Regions from separate parts of the Mus musculus genome. Here all the other regions are linked to region 1. Evidence: chromatin contacts called from public HiChIP or PLAC-seq and promoter capture Hi-C data. All regions are on one chromosome and are shown on one strand. Each heading gives the region's core, a stretch centred on a gene start, on an enhancer-like site or on the middle of the called end of the contact. The rest is flanking DNA. Distances are from core to core; before and after follow the strand shown.

Region 1 (4,561 bases), core at 1,122-3,621:
TCATAATTCACACACACAGAACCAGAAGAAAAAGAATTCAGTTACAATAATGAAAAAAATTGGGGGAGAATAGGTAACATGTTTAAATTATAATGTATATATTACTAAAGCCAAGATACCAACATGATTAAGTTACAATGTATTACTAAAGCCAAGAAAATTAAACAGCAAAATTCAGTTTATACAAATACACACTACTGGTGCTGGACATAGAGCTCAGTTGGTCGAATGCTCACCTGACAGGCAGCAGCGAGCCTGTTCAGTCACTAGCATGACTGTGATAAAACTAAGCTTGATGAGGCTAAACTATAATCCCAGCTCTTAGGAAGTATGATGAAGATCAGAAGTTCAAGGGTACCCTCAGCTAGAGAGCAAGTATGAAGACAGCCTGGAATAAGGGAAACTACATATCCATGCTAGAAATAAAAGACAAAATGTACTACTATTTCACTGAGGGTTAACACACTAAATCACAGTAATCTAAATTAAAGTTATTTATTACATAAAACAACAGCAATCAGAAACCACAAGCAACTCAAGACAGCATGTCCTGATAAGAAATTCTTCCTAAAATTCTGGTGATTCTAAACCCTCAACTTAACAGACAAATTTCTTAACATAACATTTTCAGTCACTCTACTATCACTTTAGTTACTGAAAGCCAAATAGTAATAGCCACTAATAACATATGTAGGAGAATATTAGTGAGTGACAACTGGGCTTTTAGAAAGGACTACGACGAAATGTAAATCACTGGCCTTTCCCACAAGAAAACAGTAAAGGAGAGGAGCACGACCAAGATCATGGTCATGATGTTGATTCAGAGGAAAAGGAATCAACTCTGTGAAAGAACTGGCACAATAAGAAACGGGAGTTAAAAATCACCTGGGGCAGGGGGAAAGATGGGGTTCAATTCAGTGGAAGAGCATTGTGTGGCATTCCAAGGCTCTGGGTTGTGGGGGTGGGCAGAGGGGAGGAAAGACAAACTATTAAGGACAGTTATTTCCAGGAATGACACTGAGAAAACTTGCTTGGCACCAAAAATGGAGCCTGGAGAAGAATGCTGTGCAAGTGAAGCTAAAAGTAAAAGTCCCAGTCTTGGTCACTCGTGACAGGGACAACTCTCCCCATGAAAATGCCAACACTGATTAGTGATGCTCTATGGAGGGAGGCGCATTGATATATATTGTACAAGGAGGGGTAAAGATGATTTTCAACTCATGTACTGAACAGAGACCAGAAAGTACTACAGGAAAGGATTGGAAGGAACTAGTTCTAGGACACCAGGAAACTGAGGGGGGGGGTGTTCAAAATTGGGCTTGCTGAATAATTTTCAACAGGAAGTACAGCAGATGGCAATCCGCAACTAAGGCAGAACAAAAGTAGCGAAGAATCTGTGGGCTGTGCACAGTTCAGCTGAAGAGGGCTTGCCTGGCACACTGCAAGACATTGTGTTCCATCCACAACACCACAAAAAAATTAAAAAGACGGAAAGGCAGGGTGTTCAGTGCAGTGTCTGAGCTGGGAACAAGAAACCCATTTCCCTTCCTCTGCGACCTTGGATAAGTCACTCCTCTTCCAGGCATCTCGTCTGATACAGAGGGAACGGTAACTGTACCCCAGCGGTAGGATTGCTCAACGGCTTCCATAGATGTGTTTGCACATTAACTCACACAATGCCTCACGCTCTGTGTAACAAGTGCAAGGTAAGTAAGCCGAGAAAGGCCGGGTACGTCCTGACATCTCCACGGGCAATGCAGGTGGAAGCTCTCGGAGAAGGTGTCAGGGGAGGGAGCACAGAGCATGTCCAGGTAGTGGCAAGGTCCTGAGACTACACCTGGACTGGGTCGTCCTCACGAACTGGGCTCTCAGGCGAGGGAAGGTGGGAGGACACTTCCTCCAGGACCGAGAAAACCGGGACGCTCTCGGAGGACCTGTGATGGGCAGTTCCACAGCGCGCAGAGCCGGCGCTTGCTCCTGACTGAAGAGCAGCTAACCAAAGGGAGCGGCGGCCCAGTAGAGCCGCGCCTCACCCTTTCTCCTCAGAGTAGCTCCCCAGCAGGGCCTCGCCCAGGACGCGGGACACCCGCGACTCTCCCCACAGCCAGCCGCCGCGCTCCGCCTGCTCCAGCCGACCCGGCCCCGCCCCAGTACCTGAGCGTGGGCCCGATGCAGGCCGTGTCTGTGCTCTCGATCTCCCTCAGGATCCGCTCGTGCTCCGCCGCCGTCTCCAGGCTCTCCTCCGCCATCTTCGCCCGCTCCATCGCAGGGCGCTGCCGCGCGGCCCTCTCTCAGCGAGTACCCCACGATCCCTCTGCCCAGGATCTGCGGCCGCTGGGCCAGCACCCCGCAGCGCGACCCCGCCCTCGGATGCCACGCCCCCTGGCGTCAGCCGGGCCGCGAGCGTCGCGCGCAGCCCACTGGGATTCGTAGTTCTCTGGGTCAGGCTGAACTGGATTCTGCCCATTCACACACACTGAATCTGCGCAAATTGCCTCTACTTTGATATAGATGCAGAGCTTTACGACACATGTATACAGTGACATCAAATCAGGCAGTGGTACTAACCCAGCACATTTTTTTAAAATCGTTTATGTGTATTTTGCTTGTATGTATATCTGTGCACTACATGTATGCATGGTACCCAAGGAAATCAGCAGAAGGTGTCAGATCACCTGGGACTGGAGTTACAGATGGTTGTGATGTCACTAGTAGGTGCAGGGAAGAACCACAGTGTTCAGTGTTTATCAGCTGAGTCTTCTCTCCAGCCCCTAATATGAAGCCCAGGCTGGCCTTGCACTCATGATCATCCTGTTTCCACTTCTTCTTCTTCTTTTTTTTTTTTTTTTAGATTATAATATAATTATAAGATTTCTCCTTTCCCTTTCCTCCCTTCAAAGCCTCCTACATACCCCTTCCCCACTCCTCTTCAAATTCATGGCCCCTCTATTCACTGTTATTGTATGCATATATGCATATAAATATATACCTAAATATGTTCAGTTTGTATAATGTAACTTGAATGTATGTTTTCAGTACTGGCTGTTTCTGCCTCCACCTCTTAATCATTTCCTATGAGCAAGACCCACCACAACCAGCTTTCTTTTCTTTTCTTTTTTTCTCTTGAGAAAAGGTCCCATTATGTAGTCCTAGATAGAATTGAAATTCATTATGTAGATAAGATTGGCCCTGAACTCACAGATACCTACCTGCCTCAGCCCTCCAAAGTTCTGTATTTAAAGACATCTACCACCACATTTGGCCTTTTTTTATTATTAAAATAAAATTACATCGTTTTTCTACATTCCTTTTTCTTCCTTCCAGTCTACCTATGCACCCCTCACCTCCCACCCCAAAATCCTGGCCTTCTCTTCTCTAATTGTGTGTGAAGATGTGGATGTGTGTCTACACATAAATATACAGTTACAAGCTACTGAGTTGTTCAGTGTTGCATATATGTGATTTCAAGGCTGGCCACTTGGCATTGGATAACCAGCATAGAGGGCTCCCATAGAGAAAGACTCTCTTTCTCTCTCTCTCTCTCCTTTACTTGCCTGTAGTTCATAGGTGAATCTTCCCTGTAGTTTTTAGGAAACACAATCTCACAGCACATTTCCTGATCCTCTGGCTTTGAAATCTTTCTGACCCTCTCTTCAGAAATGTTTCCTGAGTCTTGGGTGCAGGAGTTGTGTTGTAGATGTAACCATTGGGACTGAGAACTCCATGGTCGTTCTTCTCTGTATTCTGACTGTTTGTGGTTTTCTGGAATGGTCACTGTCTGTTGCAAGAAACTTCTTTGGTGAGGTTGGGAGCCACACCTAAACTGTGGTTATAAGGTTATTTAGAATGCTATTAGCAATTATACTGGTTTACTACAGTAGCAGTAGTAGGTTCCCCTCTAAGATCCATAACCACACTAGCCCCAGCTAGTTTACTAGGCTTCCAATACCAGGAATGATTTCCCCCATGCCAAGTGGGCTTTAAATGCAATTAGACATCTTCTGGTTACAACCAAAGTATGATGGCCATTATTGTGCCTTTGGGGATCTCTGACTATGCTGGTAGTTGCTGTAGTTCTTAGGACTGTTGGTTGTCTCCCTCTACTAGTACTTGGAATAGCACCTTCTAGTTCTATGAAAGTTAGTCCTCAGGGAAGAGGTTTTCAGGGCAGATCCAGCTCTAGGTCCTATGTTCAAACTGCACAGTGTCTTCAGCAATAGAGACTTAGCCTCAACCTCTGGCAACCAGGGGCAATGGCAATAGCCTGTATTGTTTCAGGAATCTCTTGGGCTACCCTGACCAACAATTCAAAAGGTGGCTTCTTGTATCGAGTACTGGATTTTTTTTTATTAGGTAGTTTATGGCTCTTAAAGGGAACATTGTCAGCCCAAGTGGCTTAACTTCATTTAAGCTGTATATTCCTATGTATACATGCATTTGTATCAAGTGTAGTTGGGGGTGAATGAAAAATATGATGCCTTGTAGCTTTTACAAGCATCCTTAGTAGCCAGATGTCATTAATCCCAGCACACCGGAGGCAGAGCCAGGCAGATCTCAACAC
Region 2 (4,561 bases), core at 763-3,262, 970 kb before region 1:
TCTGTGCTCTGCAGAATGGCGTTTCACAGCCCTGGGCCTGCAGTGCTCAGGTCCCTCCCTCTCCCTGTAGGATGCCACTACTATTACTTGCCTTGGGGCAACGTGAAGCCCGTGGTGGTGCTGTCCTCATACTGGGAAGACATCAGCCATCGAATTGAGATCCAAAACCAGCTCCTCAGGGTCGCTGACCGCCTGGTGAGTGGGATCCTGTCCAGACACGGTGCCTGGTCGCTAGCCCTGCCAGAAGGATGTGCAGGCAGACTTGTAGAGATGGGGTATCAAGGTGCTGGGGATGCCCGAGGTGGATGTTGGAGATGACTGAAAGATGGAGGGTTGAGAGATAACTGAAGTGTCGGGATATGCCTGGTGTTCTCTAGTTGTGCCAGAAACTTCCAGCCAGCAGCTAGAAGCCAGAAGCTAGGGGATCCAAACTTAGATGGAGGTGGCCTTCATGGCTGCTGAGGGAGAGGTGTGGAGTATGGCGGAGAGACCAACTAAGGAGCATCAAGAGGATGCCATAGGGACAATGGGAGGAAGTGAGAGATGAGGACCGAGGACCATATCTAGCATATCATGGCAAGGACTCAGGGAGGGTGAGACGGTCCTGGGAGGCCAATGGCTTTCTTGGGAGCTCCTGGAACTCAGGCTGCTGGGCCTTGGTACATTTGTCTTGGGGAGATGAGGTGCTTTGAGAGAAATGATCTGGGGTCCAAAGCTGGGAATCTGGGGAGAGGGGCAGAGTGTTTGAATGTGAGAGATATTCTGTGTGGGAGTGAGGAGAGGCTTCAGGGAACCCCTCTGCCCTTTTAGGCTGCCTTATGTTTCATCGGGGCATGCAGGAGAATCTCGAGAGGGCACAGATGTGAAGGCCAAGGGAGGGGTGAAGGATGCTGGGAAGCCGCTGGCTGGGTTAGGCAGTGGCTCCAGGCTCCCTTCCAGGGAGCATCACCCAACTGGGGAAAGTGAGTGTGGCTGCATGGTAGGGATGAGGGGCAGCATGGGGAAGGTCGGGCTGATGAGCACAGTAGGAAGGGAGGCAGAAAGGCAAGGAAGGGGCAGTGTCCCTGAAATTGGCAGCTGCTGGTGGTGGGCAGCTAACGCCAGCGGGGGAACTTGGAGTTGAGACTGCAGAGTCACTGTCCTGCTGTCCTCTGGACTCCTCATTATTCTACCAGAAGACCACAGTTCCCCGACAGCAGGAGCTGAGTCTTCTTCCTAGGGTTTGTCCCCCAGGGTGGAACACATATCACATGCCCTGACGTGTGGAGAGGGCTACTTAGGAGACTGAGGCAGCTTTGGGCTGACAGGTATTTTGGAGTTGGCCTTCCAGCCCAGGACCTTGCCCTAGGAAAAATGCCCAGAGAAGGGGATCAGATGAAATGCAAGAGAGTCAGCTCTGGGAGTCTGCTCTTTATGTCTATTGGTGGCTGCATGACTGCTGGGGAAACTGACCAGTGTTGTCTCAGAGAGATCCACTCCCCTGTGGGGACTCAGGCCTGGTGTTGAGGTGGCAGGTGGGAGGGGATGCATTCAGGCTGTGAAAAATTTCTATTTAGCAAAGGACCGCCTCGTGTCCATCCATGTGTGAGACTGGGGATCTGGCTTGAGAATTGAGCCATGGGGATGCGTGGGGCATTCTGGAAGGTTCTGGAGCCAGATTGAGTCTGGCTTTGCCTTGTCCTGCTCCTACTATCTATTCCTTTCTGGCTAGGTAACAGGGCCTGGGGGTTGGGTCCTGCTCCATGGTGATACTCCTAACCTAGGGATGCTTGTTCCCAGGAAGCTAACCTGGAGCAGGTCCACTTGGCTCTGAAGGCACAGTGTTCCTCCGAGGATGTGGACGCCCTGGTGGCTCAGTTGACAGATGAGCTCCTTGCAGACTGCAGGTAGGGGGTCCTTGGCACCTTCAGATGCCTCTCCTGGCTCAGCCAAGGCTGTCTCCTCAGGAGTGTTCGTGTGTGGTGGTGAGCAGAAGCACGTCTCCCAGCCACGCTTGGCCAGCAGTCTGGCCGGTGCTGAGCCCAGAGGTGCTGGAGCCTGCACCGGGAGTTGAAAAGGTGACGTTCAGAACAGGTCATAAATCTCCCCGCAGCAGCAGCAGCAGCTGTGGGCCGGGCGGGCGACCGGCTCACCTGAATGGGACGCATTGTGTGTCTGATCCCCGACCTCATAGCTCCCTGATGGAATCTCCAGGAGAAGCTGGGGTGGGGGCACCCCTCCTTCCCCCAAGGCCATGTTGTCGGGGACCAGGGTTTCTGTTTAGGCTTTCGCTGCACACAGATGATTGTCAGCTTCAGGAAAGGGGGGGTCTGGGAGTGAGGAGGAAAGGGACTGCGGGTCAGCGGCGGGGGCTCCCCTCAACATCTCCTCCACTCCCAGGAGGGCTAGCGGTAGTGTTTCCATGGGAGCTTTGAAGTTGAACTTGGCGTGAAGAACGACTCCTTAATAATATCTAATCAACAAAGGAGTGGTACCGTGAGGAGGCTCGAGTAAAAGGAACCGTGATTACCACAATGACAAATGCAAGGAACCAGGAAACCTGCCCCTCGCCACAGTCGGCTGGTTTTCAGTAGCCCTGCCTCTGAGGGTCCTGGTTTCTCAGTTATGCAACAGACTTGGTCAGAACCACTCTCCTGAACTCTCTGGGGTTCCGAGTGAAGATAGCCATCTCCCTCACCCTATCTTTTTCTTTCTCAGGCTAGCTTAGCTGGAGAACACAGTTGAAGGGCATCAGAGAAATGCTTTCACTATGAGATATGTGAAACTGGTGGCTAGGTGTTTGCATACCCTGGTTAGGAAGTGATCCCAAGGAAATGCCCCTGCCCCACCCTAAACAGATCATTCCTCCATTCTCCATACCTTCCTGAAACCAGGCTCAGCCCTAGCTCTGTTGATAACTTGAGCCCTCTAGGTAGGATGTGAAGCGAGAGGCATGGCCTGTGGGAGCTCAGAGCAGATTCAGACAGTGGAACTCAGGCAATCTTCCCAAAGAGATTCCTTGTGGAAATGCAAAGGTCGGACGTGGAGAAGACACTCCCCAGACCAAGGCATGTAGCCCTAAAATGCCTGCCATCTTCAGGGCTACCAAGGATGGTTGATTTCTAGCAAGGTGGGCTTTAGGGGCTCTGCCAAGGAGAGCTCAGGCTTGGGTACGCTGAGGAAGAAGGAGACTCCTGGGCCAGATGCTTGCTGTGCCTTCAGGACGACAAGAGAGGAGACATAGGGCTGCAAAGTGACCTAAGGTACAGGCACCTAAGGCAGGAGCTGGGGAGGGTGGGTGTGGAGGGAGCAGAGAGTAGCGCAGAGTTTGCAACAGGCACTGTGTGGGAAGTTTGTGTTTATTCTAGTCACCAAGCAAAAACCTCTGATCATACAATTCTCTGAGGGACAAATAAGGAAACCGAGGCACACAGAGATTGAGTGACACACCCAGACCCACATGTCGAGTAAGTGGAAGAATATCCCTCTGCTCCTTTGTTGTAGATAGGACATGGGGCCCTGGAGAGGCACCCTAGCTATGGCCACAGCAGCTGGGTGGGCTTTGGGGCCATTCTCTGAGAGGCTTAGCAGGAGGGGAGCAGAGTGGGGGCCAGGTGATGAGGCATCAGGAAGTGGCCTTGGTCTGGGGGAGGAGGGAATGTGGTGCTGGAGGGGGTCACACAGGGCACAATCATGGGGGTAGCATCTTCTCTCCCTGTGCCTTGGGTGTGCCTACAGAATGGCCGCTGTGCCTAGTGCCCAGTGATGCCACTTCTGGACAGTGGCTGGCAGAATATGGGTTTCTGCGTACTGTTCATGGTAATTGTGGGGTGGAACAGGCAAGTCTGTGGGGCTGGTGGGATCCAATCCCTAGTCAATCTGAGGTGCTGGGACATTGGAGTCTGTGGGACTTGCTCCCAGGCTGTCTTCAGTACCCTCTTAGGGAGGATGTATCTGGAACTCTGTCAAGCCAGGCTCTTCTGCCACTGTCCTGAGGCAGGAGGATGCCCAGGCCTCTGTGGGGCATCAGTCCCGGGACAGGAACCTGGAGTGGGAATGGGCTCTCATCTTCTCAGGATATTTGTCAGGACCACGGGGATCCATGACATGATTTGACATGGATCAGGAAGGGACTCCAGATCCATCCCTCCAAGCACCACTTGAGGCTGAAACCATGCTTCCTGAGGCTTGGGCATAAGCAGGTGTCATGGCTGACCTGGGCTGACTCCCTGCTATCAGCCTTATTGTCTCTAGGTAGAATCCTTCCCTAGCTCACTCTGAGCCTCCCCCAACCCCTGTCACCCCCTGCACCAATGTACCAAAGCTTTCTTCTCTGAACTCTGGGCTCACTGGGTCTCTTCTGCATGCCCATCCTTCTGGTCTGGGCCAGGCTGTGTCTAAGGCCACACATGCCCCCCCCCCCCCCCCAGACTCCATCACCATCTCCTGTCCACTCTTGGATCTATGGGTTTACCACTTTCAGAGATCACAGCAGCTCTTACAGCCTTCATTTCTTCTCCTGTCCACAGCCCAGCCTCCCTCCTTCTTTCACTCCCTCTTCCCTCCCTCCCTCCCTCCCTCC
Region 3 (4,561 bases), core at 1,164-3,663, 930 kb before region 1:
ACATCTCTCTGCTGGCCTGTGGTCTAGTGAAGCTGAAATGATGTGGTTCTGAGAGACGTTCCTGTTAGGGCAGGTCACAGTGGGGTCTGTTGAACCTCAGCTCACCTGTGCCATAAGGACCCCTGGGTTTGGATGTCATTAGGGACTCCCTGCTCTTGGACTTCTGATGTCTGGATGCTGTTTGGCCTTCCCTCTTCTAAGCCAGACTCTTTGTTCAGGTTGGCTCTGGTGGGGTGGGGTGGGGCGTGGAGGCAAGGCATCTACCCGACAGGCATGGGAAGGGGTTTTCCAGACTGCATTGGAGGCTCGTGAAACGCTTCACTTAGAAAGGGTTCCTGGGAAAGAGACTGGGAAAAGGATTCGGGCTTTACAATGCACAGCGGAGCTGCTGAGCTGCCACCGGGAGGGTGTAGGGAGGAGCTGTCTAACCTGTTTCAGCATTCCTCAAGGCCTTCCCAAGAACTGGGGAGCACAAGGGACTCGTGCCAGATTTCTCAGCACCAGACCAGGCCCCTTTGCTATCTGCCCACCATCCCCCCCTACTGCAGCTCCCTGGCTCTGGTGCTAGCTTTACTCTGTCACCCAGGTCAGCTTGCTGCTTTCCCTGTGCATGGCTGGCATCTGTAGGAAGCTGATTGGATGTAGCCAGGTGACACTGACCCACCCTCTTCAATGTCCCTTGCTTAAATTGTATTGCTTTGCTTCTTGACTTGGGTAGTGACCGTCCTCACCCAGGAGTCACATTCAAAAGCTTGGTTGGTGTCTCCTTCATCTGCATCCTGGGCACTGAGCTATCCTACCTATCCCTACCATGTCGTAGCCAGTCAGTACATGAGTAGCGAATGAGGGGTGTATTACTAGAGCCACTGTAGTGACGTCTTTGGACCTAGAGTCTGGCTAACTTAGTTGATGCTCGGGGATGTGAGGAGAAGGTTACGTTTTAATGTTTTCAGGGCATCTTGCCCAGTTGCTTTCTGATGGGTCACTGCATAGCTCCAATAAGAAAGAACACTCACTCTACCCACTGCTTGCCAACAACACTGAGTTCGATAATTTTAAACATTTTAAATTTAATTTTAATTTTCTTTTTAAATTTCATTTTACTTTGTGATAGGGATTCCTGTTGCCCAGGCTGGTCTGGAACTCACTATGTAGCTAAAGATGACCCCGAACTCCCAGTTCTTCTGTCTGCAGTACCCTGGTACCAGGGTCACAGGCAGGTATCATCTTCGCACCTGTCCTTCCTGATTTTGTAGTAGCAATATTGCTATGGCAAAATTGAACTGGCATTGTCTTGATTTCTGGCGTACATCCCCCTTCCTTTCCTATGGGCATGGCATAGAGTACCTGACTAGGACTCAGGCCAACTCTAGCCACCTGGGATCTCAGGCTACTGTTCTAGATGCAGCATCCTCTCTGGCAGAGGAGTACTGCCGTCCATCACTCACATCCTCTGCTCTGGTACTCTGGCTGGTTGATGGGATGCAAGTGTCAACTGCTTCAGGAAGGTCTGACCAGCAGGACTCATACAAAAAACTGTCCTGATTGGGGCTTGGTGACAGGTTCCTGTGAGGGAAACCGGTGGTACTCTCAAGTGGCCTATGTCTGGAGTCTTTCAAAGGCAGCACACGGTCCTCAGAGAGATCTGTTCAAACATGTCCCCCATGGGGGGGGGTTGCTGGAGCTTTTGGGTCCTGAAGCCCTCAGACTGGCTGGACTATGAACATGGGGACCTGGCTCTTACCCTCTGACCCTACCTCCTGACAGAGGATGTATCTGTGAGTCCATCTGGTCACCTTGCTGCTGCTTCTGTCTTTTGCAGGGAGTGGGAATGGGGAGATGGGTGGTGGCGCGGGGGGGGGGGGGGGGGGGGAGGGGCAGGTAGTGGAGGCTGGGCCCTGGGCACACAGTAGCCTAGTGTCTGAGGCCCAAGGCCTCCAGGCCTGTTCTTTACAATGCCTTTGTTGTCCTTGTCCCTCCCATGGGTGGGTGGGGTGCATGCGTGTGGGTCTGGGTGAGTTTTGTTTGTGAGCTGCCCCCTGTCTGTCCCCCCCCTCCCACCTACCCCCCCCTCCAGCGCTGAGCTCATTGCCTGAGCTGCTGGGGCTGCCTGAGAGCCAGCCTGCTCGGAGGCCGGCGTGGGGGGTGCTGCCAACAGCAATACAACGTGCATGGCCGCTACAATGTGCAATTGTGACCTTTGTGTAAACGCAGTCGGTCTGGGGCCCGCACGCTTATAAAAATAAAGCGTTGGGAAGCATAGGGGGGGTGGGGGGTGGGAACAAAAGAGGCCTTTTCGCCGGCTCTCTAATATGGTTTTATTTATCGGAACGCGCCCTCCTTCCCTTACTGGAACTGGGAGAGGTTCTCTGCCGAGCTTAGAGCTGATGGTATCACAGCCAGACGGTTTCATTAAACGCACAGACGCCGCCAGGCCTTGCCAGGGGCAGAAGGAAGAGGGCTTGGGGCCAGCCTGCCAGGACCTGTGTGTGGGTGTGGGAGTCCTGTGCCAGGGAGGCACTCCCCCGGGGAAGTCTCTCTCTCTCTGCTAAGGACATCCCATTGCCCTCTTCCAACCACAGAGTCAGGTTCAAAGCCAGCATCCCAGGGAATGCCCTCCACGATTCCTCTACTGCCCCTCAGCTCCTGAGCTAGCAGGCTGGGCTCAGGTTCAGTGCCCGTTGGCACCCAGTGCGGTTCAGTGCCCGTTGGCACCCAGTGCGGTTCAGTGCCCGTTGGCACCCAGTGCGGTTCAGTGCCCGTTGGCACCCAGTGCGGTTCAGTGCCCGTTGGCACCCAGTGCGGTTCAGTGCCCGTTGGCACCCAGTGCGGTTCAGTGCCCGTTGGCACCCAGTGCGGTTCAGTGCCCGTTGGCACCCAGTGCGGTTCAGTGCCCGTTGGCACCCAGTGCGGTTCAGTGCCCGTTGGCACCCAGTGCGGTTCAGTGCCCGTTGGCACCCAGTGTGGTTCTGCCACAGGTGCTTTAGTGTTTCCCACTGTGATCTGGATACCCTCCCCCTACAGCCAGCTCCTGGGAGGCAGTCTCAGTGTCGGACCTTGCTGTCTACCCTAACTGGAAGCCCAAATCTCGCTTCACCTTCCCGCATCTTCTATAGTCACTCGGTGCCAGCCCCCCTCTCTGTCACCACCTGTGCAGAGGTTTTGGTTTGTCTCTTAGTTTCCTTATGGCCAGAGAGCCTGGCCCAGATCCCAGCCTCCCCATCCTGGCATGGGATTGCTTGGACAGTTCTGAGCCTTTTGAGACCACTGGAGCTCTCTTTGGTCACTTGGGAAGTTAATGACCGTGTTGGGGCTGTCTGGCCTGGGGGCTTGACATTTTGGATAGGGCTGGGGCTGAGTTAGGGCCTGTGCTTGGTCTTCTCAGACATCCATCTCACACTCCCTGTTCATATGCCCTAAGCAACGAACAGGACCCTACCCCTAAACTCATACCCTCAAACCCTCGGTCCTTTTCCCAATGCTCGCATACCTCATAGACCTCATGCTGGTTTCTCACAATATTGCCTGGGACTTGCTAGAAAGACAAGGACCCTACCCAATTCTGCCACATCACGTGTGCAAGAGAACTGTGAAAACATTCTAGGTGATTCCACGGTACCTGCATATTTGAGGGCCACCATTCTAGAATCTGCTCCAACTATACCAACTTGCCTTAGGACAAGGCAGAGAAAATGACTGGCTGGATCCCGGGCCCTTGGGGCTGGCAGGCTGCTCGGGAATCCTTGGCCAATGAGGAGCTCGCACTGTGCATGCTGAGCAGCTCTAGATTCTGCATCCACCGAAGAGAGTGTCAACTCTGCCTCTAACAATGCCGTCGCCTCATAACTGGTTCACACTATCACGTGTGCATCTCCTGTCTTTTCACTGTGTGGCAACCGTGGTGAACTGCTGAAGAAACTGCTCCTGGCCGACTGATGGTGTCTTAGGTGGGAGGGCTTTCTGTGGGTGCCACTGTGTGGCCACCGTGGTAAACTGCTGAAGAAACCCAGATCTACCTCGAACATACTCCCTGCCCTTTGTATTTATCCTTCCATGTTCTCATTCAAATTGCCATTGGTTTGGGAAGGTATTTTTATGTTTTGCTCCAATTGTGTCCCCAGTCCCTAGTGTGTTGTGCAGAAGGCACTCTGAAAGGCTTGTTGGATAAGTGAATGGGCTACCAGGAACCCACTTTCTCTGGTACACCTCACCCAGGTGGCCAGGTAGGAATGGGAAAGGGAAGGTTTGAAGTTTCAGGCTATCTCCGTCTCCACATAGCCAGCCTCAGAAGTGGCATCTGGCCTGTGTGTTATTATTCCAGAATGACGGCCACAACCATGCTCTGGCTTTGTGGCTGTGGAACTCCTGAACCACCACAGCTGAGTCTTGCCTCCTTCCTCATCTGCCCCATCCAGATCCCTACGCCATCGTCTCCTTCCTGCATCAAAGCCAGAAGACAGTGGTGGAGAAGAACACCCTGAATCCCACCTGGGATCAAACCCTCATCTTCTATGAGATTGAGATCTTCGGCGAGCCAGCCAGTATCGCCGAGCATCCGCCC
Region 4 (4,561 bases), core at 1,325-3,824, 800 kb before region 1:
GCATGCACACACACTCACCCCATTCCCTCAATAAAGACCATGTGCTGGGTGCTGAAGGTACCTCAAGGCAGGACCTGACACTCTAAGGACACATGACTGAGGGCAGCTTCTGCTAGAGTAGGTAGCAGATATGGGGGGGGGGGAGCAACCCTCTGGGGTGGGGCATCTGCCTAGCATGCACAAGAAGATCCAAGATGCTCCTCTGACTGTTTGCGGTGCTAACAAGCTCTGCGGCCTTTCTGGAAGCCCCGGATTCATGCCTTATGCTAATCGACAGCATTTACACCGAGTGTTGTTCTCTAAGCTAAGTTTATTTTTCTTGTCTTGACTGGGATGTACAAGTAGAGGTTCAGTGAGACATGGCCATCCAGATAAAGTCTTGCAAATTAACACTAATCATTTCCTGTGAGCCATTTGCTCGTAAAGAGCAGGAGAGTTTGGCTGAGGAGGAAGCCTGGCAGAGGGATGCTGGAAGAATGTGAACTACGCAGGCATGTGGTGGAACCACACTTGGGACATCTCCAGATCATTAGGTGAGGTTTGCAGAGACTCTCCAAGCCATTCTGTCTCAGTCTCACACTGTCCACTTCCACACGTCCACTCTTCAGATTCTCTCTCACTGTGAACCAAAGTCCTGAAGAGTCCCTGGTCTTCTCAGACACTCGAACTTCCTGTGAGAGAAGAGTCTGGATCAAGAAAGGCCCTAACCTGGGATTGGATGTTAGGGGTGAACTCTACAGGAGGAAAGGCAAACTTTAAAAAAGAATTGTATGTGGGTGCGTGGTCTGCATGTATGCCTATGTATCATGTACATGCAGTGCCCACAGAAGTCAGAAGAGAACATCAGATCCTCCGGATCTGGGGTTACAGACGTGAGCTTCCCTGTGGGTGCTGGGAATTGAACCATTGTCTTTTTCAAGAGCAGTGAGTGTTCTTAACTGTTGAGCCATCTCTCCGGCCCCCAGTGTGAACAGTAACTGACCAGTAACCCTACCTTGTCACCTTGCTGTCTTCTCTTACTTCAGGTGGTGTGTTCTTGGGAGCCCCCACAGGGTCCGGATTAGGGTGCCCCCACCCTATGCCCCCTTTGAGCCATCTTTTCTGGAAAGAAATGACTGCCAGATTTTACGTATCTCAAAAGAAGTGTCGCCAACCTTCGCTTTCCATGCCTTGCATTTTGAGCACAACATATGTGGCCTTTTCAGATGCTACCTTGGGCTATGGCTGGTGTCGCTTACGCTGTGTCCTAGTATAGCTTCAGAGAATGAAGAAGGTATTTAACTTTCACCTCCTCAGTTTCCTTTGGCTGAGGGCTTCTCTAGGGAGCATTTCATCCCCAGACCCCTGACCAGAGTCTCAGGTGTGTAGCTGGGACTGACCATCGAGGGCTACAGCCTGATTTTGCCTCAACCTCTCTATACTCTGAGATGCAATCAAGATTTGGGAGTCCCTGGGCTGGAGCATTATACCTGAAGTAGTCACTAGAAGACAGAAGCAAGGTGAGACCCCTGTCTGGATACAGGTTTGTCTCCTGTCCCCTTGGGTCTCCCATGTCTGTCTTTCCTGCCAGCTACCTTCCCACCTAGCTCTCTTTCCATCACTTTTTAAGTTAACAGATTGGGAAAGACAGAATAGTTCTGTTTACCAAAGGTAATGTCTTCCCCTGGGGCCAAGCTTAGATTTTGCCTATTAATAAAAAAGACCCAGGCCCCACAGCTGTAGGCTCCTCCCATGATGTAACTCTCAGTTTGTACAGACCAGGCATCTCTGGTTCTGTAGGGATTAAGATCTATGGAACTTAAGAAAAAGTAAAATAAATCTATCTTTTGTTTCTGAAGCCCAGGGTCTTGAGCGTCCTTTGACATCCAAAGAAACTGTGTGGTTATGTTTGCCAGCTTGTTCAAAGGGCAGAGTCTCACTGTGCAGTTTTCAACGTTTCCTAGGCCTGTCACGTGTCTGGTCATTGGGCAAATGGTAAAATGAGGCCTAAGATGTGGGAGTTACAGCTCTGTAAGAAAAATAAGCAGGAAATATGAAGTAGCCTGCAGTTCTGCCTGGTGCCTGGATCGCCAGGGAAGGAGGGTGGGCCCAGGGCATGGGAAAAAAGTAGGGTATGGAGATTGGGTGCGGCACGTCCAGAGGTTGTCCGCTGATGGCTGAGGATGGGCCCAACACAGGCAGTCGAGAAAGACCTACTGAGTCCCGTGGGTCACGGAAGCCAGCCACGTATCTTACTGCTTTCCTCTCACACTTCAGCCTTTTCTTCTCTGACCCTCACTGTTCAGACCCCATCATCTCCCCCAATTTTGCCTGTGGGAAGTCCCCAGAGACACTGTGGCAGTTCCTTGGGCACAAGAGTCACTTGTGTGGCCAGGGAGCAGAGTTCGGAGTCTGGAAGGGCCCCCACCTACTCTCCCAGCAGCTGCCAAAGACCACCGGGAACATCTACCAGGGAAAAGATTTACGGCCAAGCTAGGAGGAGCGTCTGTCCGAGAAGATACCTACACAGCCGTTCTGACGGCAGGATTTACAAGCTCCTCCTTCATTTGCTACTGAGTGGAAAAATACATTGGGCCCAGAACCGTTAGCTCCCTGCCAAGGCCTGTGACTCACTCCCAAGTCATAAATAACGGGTCCCTCATGACAAAGCAGAGAAGGGAGCCGGGCCCAGGGCCACGTATTTATTAGAAAAGAGAGTGGGACCATTAGTCGGGGGCTTGGTTTCCGGGAAGGAACCACTCTTCACTGAAGGGCAAGAGATCCTTCCATGGGGATTCAGAGCTGACATTTGTCTCCACATCCCTAACGTTCCGTGGGGAGCTAAGGGCCAGCCAGTAGAGGCATCCCGGGCCACCCAGCTCCATGGGATAAGAGGAAGCGTTCCTGTTGAGACCCTGAGGGGGCTTCTGCTCACTGCTGCTGCTCCTGTCCATGTGGAGTTGGTAGAGCAGAGGCCTCAGTGGCCACTGTGATGTGTGTATCAGGAAACCTTTAGTGCCTTCAAGTGTGACCTCTGACAAGTCTCTTTCTGCCCCTACCCACAAAGCATACATTTTGAAAACCTCCAGGGCAGCCATGGGAATGGTGTGGAGGAAGTTGATGAAGTCACAGTGTAGGCATCAGGTGTCATTCATGTTGGTGACAGGCATGGCATAGGGGCAAAGGCAGGGAGGAGGACTCTCTCCTGGTCTCTCTCCATCGCTGGGTGTGCAGGAGAGAATCCAAATGGTAAAACATACAGAAGGGGGCTGTAAATCATTCACAGATTGTCGATGATACCTTTTGTGCTAGACGGAAACAGAGCCAGTGTGATTGAAAGTCCGAACTAATCGCTAATCGTTTCCCTCTGGCCTGCCCTGTGTCCAACATCATCTCTCCAGTGACTCAGGCCAGAACTAGGGCTCTCTAGGTATATATCCCATGTTTCCTGATACCCTGCATCAGGAACCAAGGCCTATGTCTGCCTCTCATTTCATTCCCAAGCCTGCCACCACAGTGCTGGCTCAGGGCCCCACCACCATTCCCTGTCATTTCATTTCCAACTCTTCTTCAGCCTCCTGATGAAGGGTCTCTCTTTCTAAAGCAGCCTGGACCCCACTGAGGCATAGAGCGGCTGCTGCTGCTGCATCAAGCTCCTCTCTTTCTTACTTACTCACTAAGGCCCAAGCTGGCCCTCCACCATGCTCCTTCTCAGAACCATCATCACACCTGTGCCAATACCCAGCTTATCCTGAAGACTGGGTGACCCCTTCCATCTTCCCCATGACTGTGCACTCCTCAAGTCAGAGGCTACCCTGGCTGTCCAGATGCTGACCTATTGAAGGGATGGGAAGAGTTGAAGAAGTGAGGGGTGAATGGCCAGAGGAATGAATGGAGCCATGAATCAGTCTTGCCTTGGTGACAGCCCTTGGCACACGCAGGGATGTGTGCTGAGACCGCTTCTCTGCTCTGAACTCTGCCCTACTTTCGTGGCCTCCTTTTTGGCCTCCAAAGCCAAGGGCCTTAAATATGGATGACTAAGAGACACTCCATGAATGGGATGATGTGTAATCTTCACCGCCTTGTCTCTTTGGAGTGCTTTTTCTATGCCCCACCACCCTGAGCATTTCAGGCCCCAGGTGAGGGTAGGAGCACCGGGTGACATGAGTTCCTAAGGTCCTGGTTTGGGGGTATGGGAGCCATAAGTGCACGTTCCTGCTGGGTTTTCTTATACTCTGTAATCACAGGAACTCAGCATTGAGACAGATTTGCAAAGCCTCCTGAGACCTCTTTGAGTCAACGTCTTCACAAAGCTGAGATCTTCAGAGACAAGGCCCTAAATCCACAATCCTCAGGGCTGGGGGACAAGGTAGACCCAGGATTTTAGATTCCTAGGGCCTAGTCCAGCACTCACTAGTGATCCCTCCCTCTCTGGCTGTTACTTTACCCTTGTCTCTCTTGTCAGTGTCCCACAGACTTTTTCTCATTCAGCTGATGCTGCCCCCCTCCCCCCTCCCCATGGCGCCTCTTCCCATTGCCCGACAGATTTGTCACCTCTCTTTGTGGGTGATGCTCTGCCTTG
Region 5 (4,561 bases), core at 571-3,070, 650 kb before region 1:
TATTCGTGGGGTATTCACAGGAGTTTTCTCTGTGTGCAAGTTCCCCACAGAGCCTAGCAAGCAGCAGCATCCTGCCCTATGTAAGGGATCATGTCTCTCTGAGGGAACTTCTCTCCAGCCCAGTTGTTCCAGGAAACAGGCCCATGATTCCTCCCTCAGTAAACAGATTCCCTGCAATCATGCAAGAACTACCCCAGGAAGGACCTAAACCTAGACGAGGTTTGACTAGTTCTAGACTCTGGCCTCAGAAATCAAGGACGGAAGTGCCAAGATTAATGAAACATTGAAAAACTAGCAGCATATCTATCGAAGGGTGAGTGGGCAGAAAGGAGTTGAGCAGTACCCAGGTTTCTGGTTTGATCAGCTAAGCCACTCATGGGCCATTTGCTGCAGTGGGGTACACTGTAGGGCAAAGAGCTAAGGGGCACCAAAGATGAGTTTCCCTGAAGAGTAGGTTTAGGGGAAGATCAAGGATTTGATGAGTTCCGAGTTGACTGAGACTATGCTACAGCTTCTGGGGGTGGGGTGAGGGGAGTGTCTAGCGGGGACCATGTTGACCAGCAGACAAAAGTGTAGAGCAAAGAGCAAGGGGCTGGAGGCTGAGCCTGGTCAGGATCGCAGGACATAGAGCCTGCAAGGGATCGGGAAAGACATACCCAGGGGAGTGAAAGAAGATGGGGGGGGGAGGGGAGTTCAGATCCACCAGTGTCCACTGTTGAGAGAGAACAGGCAATGAAGAATGAAGACTAGAGGACTAAGGAGATGGCTCAATTGGCAAAGTGCTTGCCCCAGAACCCATATTGCATGTGTCTAACATTTGTAGAGGTGGAGACAGGCAGATCCCTGGGACTTGTTGGCCAGCTACCTTGGCCAATTGGTGAGCTCCAGGCCAGTGAGATGCTCTATCTCAAAAAGCAAGATTAACAGCTCCTAACGTTGACCTCTTACCTCCACATACATGCACACACAGACATGTGTACTCTCCTCCACCTGTACACGTGCACACGTGGGCAAGCACTCCCTTAGACCTTGGGGGAACTGCAAGGTCAGATGTAGGACCCGCCTCTTTTTCCAAGTCAAGTACCTGGAGTTAAGCTCTTGTTGCCACTGGCTATCAATGTGACCTGCTAAAACCTTGTCACTGATGGAGAGTGCCTCTAGTTGTCCCTGGTTGGTCCAGTTTCAGCCTTCTTCCTTTGCTGTGGTTGAGAGAGTCCTGTAGTCCCAGCTTCAGAATCCACAGAGCTTTCTAAACCTAAGTCATCCCCAACAGCCACATAGATCTATAGAGAGCTGGAAGGGAGGGATTGCTGACACCTGTCTCGAAAAGATCCAGCCTGGGACTCTCTCTGGCATGCTGACTCCAGAGGGCAGTCTGCAGGGACCTCACCTCTGAGAGACTCATCAGTATAGCAGGGGACTCGTCTGATGCAACTTACAGCTCATTACTCAACTGTGGGTCACAGCATATGCTGATGGGAATGGAGCTGAGGTTCAGGCAAAGCCCTGCTGTTTTTGGTGATGCAACAGTTGTCCTTTGTGTAACATGGAGCCCTTCCACCCTCCAGCTTGCATTGTCTGGAAGTGACCTCAGGCTGAGCCTGATGACCAGGCAGGTCTGGCCAGGTCTTTATAAGAATTCTAGAGGGAGTGAGGAGGGACCTGTGGGCCTGAGGTAGAGATTGTATGCTGGAGCTGTTACCTCTGGGGTGTGGTTCTTTCTCTGGAATCCTGTTACTCCTATGGGGACTGTTGGATCTCACTCTGACTTCCCTGATCTAGACAGCAGAGACTCTGGCTATAACTCAATGCTTTTTACAAGCTTCTCTGGGAAGCCAAGACTTCCCTGGCAGGCAGAACAGGGCAGCCCAGAGGAGCTCAGCAAGGCAGGACACGGGTGCCAGGACGCTTTCCATCTCTGTCACTCAATAAGCCACTTGCTTCTCACAAAAGCCCAGACACCTGAAGCCACCCTAGAAGAGTGGTGCTTTCAGGATGTGATGGTGGTGAATAAAGAACCTACTGTGCCTGACCCAGGCACTGGGAGGGGATGGAGTGAAGGTTGGGGGAGGCTGCTCCCAGCCAGTCTCTTCCCATTCTCTTCTGCACTTGCCCTTGCTGGACCTGTTGCCTCAGAGACTGGGAAAGTTCTTGTACAAGTGATTTGTCAAGGAAAGGTACCAAGTAGAAACAGAGAAGGCAGAGCAGAACCAGGTCAGGCTGAGATAAGGAAGCAGCTAAGGCAGGGTGGGCTTTCTGTGAAGTCTCAACTTAGACTCCCAGTCTCTTGCCAGCATAGCACCAGGACTCACTGCACCCTGTAATGGCAGACCTGACGTTTTTCCTTTCCTTCACTGATTGGTACTTACTCTTGATGCAATAGTCTGTGTGAAGTGACCCGAGACATCCAAGAGCAGGCTTTCAAGCTACACACTCTTCAGAACGAAGCTCCTGGGACCTGGAGGAAGGAAGCACAGCACCAGCAAAGGGCACTTGTGTGTGACCCGATAGCATCTTTTATGCCACTGGCTCAGGATTATCCCTTGGCTTTCAGGGCGCTGAAGCCTTTGTCCTGAGCATTAGGCAATGCTGTCTGCTGGACCGACCCCACAAACTGATCTGATGCCAGTGAAAGGCCAGCTTGTCTGCTTTGTAAGAATTAGATGAGCAGATTTGTTGCCTTCATACTGAGCATCTGCTTCTAGAAACTTCTCTTTTTTAGATGCTGATGAATAGTTCCTCCCACTGATTCCTGTCACCCTATCCTACCCAACAGAAGAAAAAAAAAACTCAAAAAAACCAGTTGACTATTATCCATTCTCACTCATCCCAAAGTGAACCATGGTGCCCTGGTCTTGGCCTCCCAGGCAGGAACCTGCCTGGATCCATTATAGGGTTTGAATGTGACTTGGGTTTGTCCTGAGAAGTTTGGTGGCCACCCCATCACTCTAGAAATCAGAGTTCCTTTTTAAAATGGATCAACAAGTCTTGACTCCTAAGTCCTCCTTTGTGCTTTGGGACATGAGATGTCTGGTTATGCTGTGACATTTTTGCCATGATGTGTCAAGAATTCATTTCTCTGGGGACACAAGCTTTTCTTATGAACTATCAAAGCTATGCACTGGGGCCAGGTCATGACCCTTCGGTACTGGAGTAAATGAACTTTGAACCTTAAGCTGAACTTTCACGGAGAAGTAATACATGAGGGGACTCTGTTCTCACTGTCCCAGTTTTATCTATCTATCTATCTATCTATCTATCTATCTATCTATCTATCTATCTATCTATCTATCTATCTATCCATTCATTCATTCATTTTAGTTTTTGGCTGTTGGGACGCTCCCGTCAAATATTGTGGAAGCAGTCATCAAGACTAGTTTGTGTCTATATGCATTTTATTGGTATTACACACACACACACACACACACACACACACACACACACACACACATGCACACATGATGTTTTAGCTTTCCCCTGATACCTCTGAACCAGACCTTGTTCTTGGCGAACGCCTTCATTTTCATGGATAGGCAGCAACTGCTTCTCCCATGTCCCCAGCAGAGCTCATGGCTATGCCTTAAAATAACAAGTGGACATTTTACTATGGTCGTGTGCTTGAAGTAGTAACCTGTACTGTCTTTTCCCCGGCTCTGTTTGAAAGTTCAGGTTATAGTAATAGTCACTGTGGAATAGTGGCTTCCCCTTTCTGTTAAGACATTCCTCCCCGAATCAGAGCCGGTTGCCCTGAGCCATCTGAGAGCTAAGACAGAGGCCACATGACTTTGAACTTCTCATTGACGTGTCTTTTGGTCCTCAGCTCTAATTTCATCCCTGTATTCAGCAGGGAGCTTCGTGACTTGTATGTGCATTTCAAAACCAGTTGCGTGGAATCGACCAGTCATTTGGAGGGAGTTGCCATTTATTGAAGTACCTGTTGCCCTCAGGAACAATCCACAGAAGGAAACTGTCTCTGACTTCATAACCACTGATGTACTTTTTTATTGCCTTGGTTTTGAGGGTTCTGAAAGCAGCTTTAGATTTCTCTATTATCTGGGACCGCCATTGAGGCAGAGTATCATGGCAGCAGGTATGTGGGCATAAAAGAAGCCTTTCTCTTATAGTGACTAATAAACTTTAGAGAGGTGGAGCACAGGGGAGGGACTGAGGACAAGATATGTTTTTCAAAGGCCTACCTTCAGTGACCTTCTCACTCATCTCTGAGCCAATAATACCACCACTATCATATATGGATGGTCCATGGGTGAAGTCAGAGTCTTCACACTCTGATTGCTTCTCAAAAGCCTGCTTTTAAATACTGCACCAGGGACCAATATTTTGGAGGGAGACACATGGTATCTAAGTCATAGCATCCTCTTTGTCTAAGTTCCCAGGAACCTCAGAGCCTTATCTTCATCAAAGTGTACAAACATGAACATGTTCACAGCCTAGCTGAGTGGACAGAATTCTCATTTTCAGGCTTATTGGTTATTATTAAGTTACTGTTGGTGGAAGTGGCAGTGATTTCTATTTCCATCACGTGATCTAGAGTTCATGCTCT

The links. Promoter capture Hi-C pulls out the DNA fragments that hold promoters and counts their contacts. HiChIP or PLAC-seq counts read pairs in DNA pulled down with a chosen protein or histone mark.
Region 2: an H3K4me3 HiChIP or PLAC-seq map of embryonic limb bud shows a contact between it and region 1, with 5 times the contacts expected there. The contact joins the enhancer-like site here to the promoter of Exoc6b in region 1. A contact is called at or near these places in 4 of 39 promoter capture datasets (the HPC-7 cell line, cranial neural crest, frontonasal cranial neural crest and 1 more), 9 of 115 datasets of contacts at active chromatin or transcription factors (astrocytes, differentiating embryonic stem cells, embryonic basal ganglia and 6 more) and 2 of 9 other capture datasets (adipose tissue and liver).
Region 3: a promoter capture Hi-C map of hippocampal neurons shows a contact between it and region 1, with 3 times the contacts expected there. The contact joins the enhancer-like site here to the promoter of Exoc6b in region 1. A contact is called at or near these places in 5 of 39 promoter capture datasets (the 3T3-L1 cell line, cranial neural crest, hippocampal neurons and 1 more) and 2 of 115 datasets of contacts at active chromatin or transcription factors (astrocytes and stem cell-derived neural progenitor cells).
Region 4: an H3K27ac HiChIP or PLAC-seq map of the NIH/3T3 cell line shows a contact between it and region 1, with 5 times the contacts expected there. The contact joins the enhancer-like site here to the promoter of Exoc6b in region 1. A contact is called at or near these places in 2 of 39 promoter capture datasets (the 3T3-L1 cell line and hippocampal neurons) and 4 of 115 datasets of contacts at active chromatin or transcription factors (the NIH/3T3 cell line, astrocytes, embryonic forebrain and 1 more).
Region 5: a promoter capture Hi-C map of hippocampal neurons shows a contact between it and region 1, with 3 times the contacts expected there. The contact joins the enhancer-like site here to the promoter of Exoc6b in region 1. A contact is called at or near these places in 3 of 39 promoter capture datasets (the 3T3-L1 cell line, hippocampal neurons and liver), 3 of 115 datasets of contacts at active chromatin or transcription factors (astrocytes, embryonic forebrain and neural tube) and 1 of 9 other capture datasets (liver).

The regions. Positions count from the first base shown.
Region 1 is chr6:85,067,142-85,071,702 of GRCm38.p6, forward strand. It overlaps Exoc6b (exocyst complex component 6B), which reads right to left and starts at 2,372. Exons shown (of 22, transcript NM_177077.2): 1 at 2,155-2,372. The coding sequence starts at 2,264.
Region 2 is chr6:84,100,084-84,104,644 of GRCm38.p6, forward strand. It overlaps Dysf (dysferlin), which reads left to right. Exons shown (of 55, transcript NM_021469.3): 21 at 71-195; 22 at 1,780-1,886. Among named protein-coding and RNA genes, the nearest start is that of Dysf, 83 kb to the left of the region's middle. Within about 2 kb of position 2,013, at least 7 of the 459 cell types and tissues checked have an H3K27ac peak or open chromatin away from gene starts, as enhancers often do. A contact at or near this core is called in embryonic limb bud, where this site is marked.
Region 3 is chr6:84,132,803-84,137,363 of GRCm38.p6, forward strand. It overlaps Dysf (dysferlin), which reads left to right. Exons shown (of 55, transcript NM_021469.3): 33 at 4,416-4,561. Among named protein-coding and RNA genes, the nearest start is that of Dysf, 120 kb to the left of the region's middle. Within about 2 kb of position 2,414, at least 54 of the 459 cell types and tissues checked have an H3K27ac peak or open chromatin away from gene starts, as enhancers often do. A contact at or near this core is called in hippocampal neurons, where this site is marked.
Region 4 is chr6:84,264,382-84,268,942 of GRCm38.p6, forward strand. No RefSeq gene overlaps it. Among named protein-coding and RNA genes, the nearest start is that of Gm10445, 160 kb to the right of the region's middle. Within about 2 kb of position 2,575, at least 68 of the 459 cell types and tissues checked have an H3K27ac peak or open chromatin away from gene starts, as enhancers often do. A contact at or near this core is called in the NIH/3T3 cell line, hippocampal neurons and pancreatic cancer cells, where this site is marked.
Region 5 is chr6:84,418,026-84,422,586 of GRCm38.p6, forward strand. Gm10445 (predicted gene 10445) reads right to left here. Exons shown (of 4, transcript NR_046063.1): 2 at 3,498-3,579; 3 at 2,370-2,458. Among named protein-coding and RNA genes, the nearest start is that of Gm10445, 3.5 kb to the right of the region's middle. Within about 2 kb of position 1,821, at least 24 of the 459 cell types and tissues checked have an H3K27ac peak or open chromatin away from gene starts, as enhancers often do.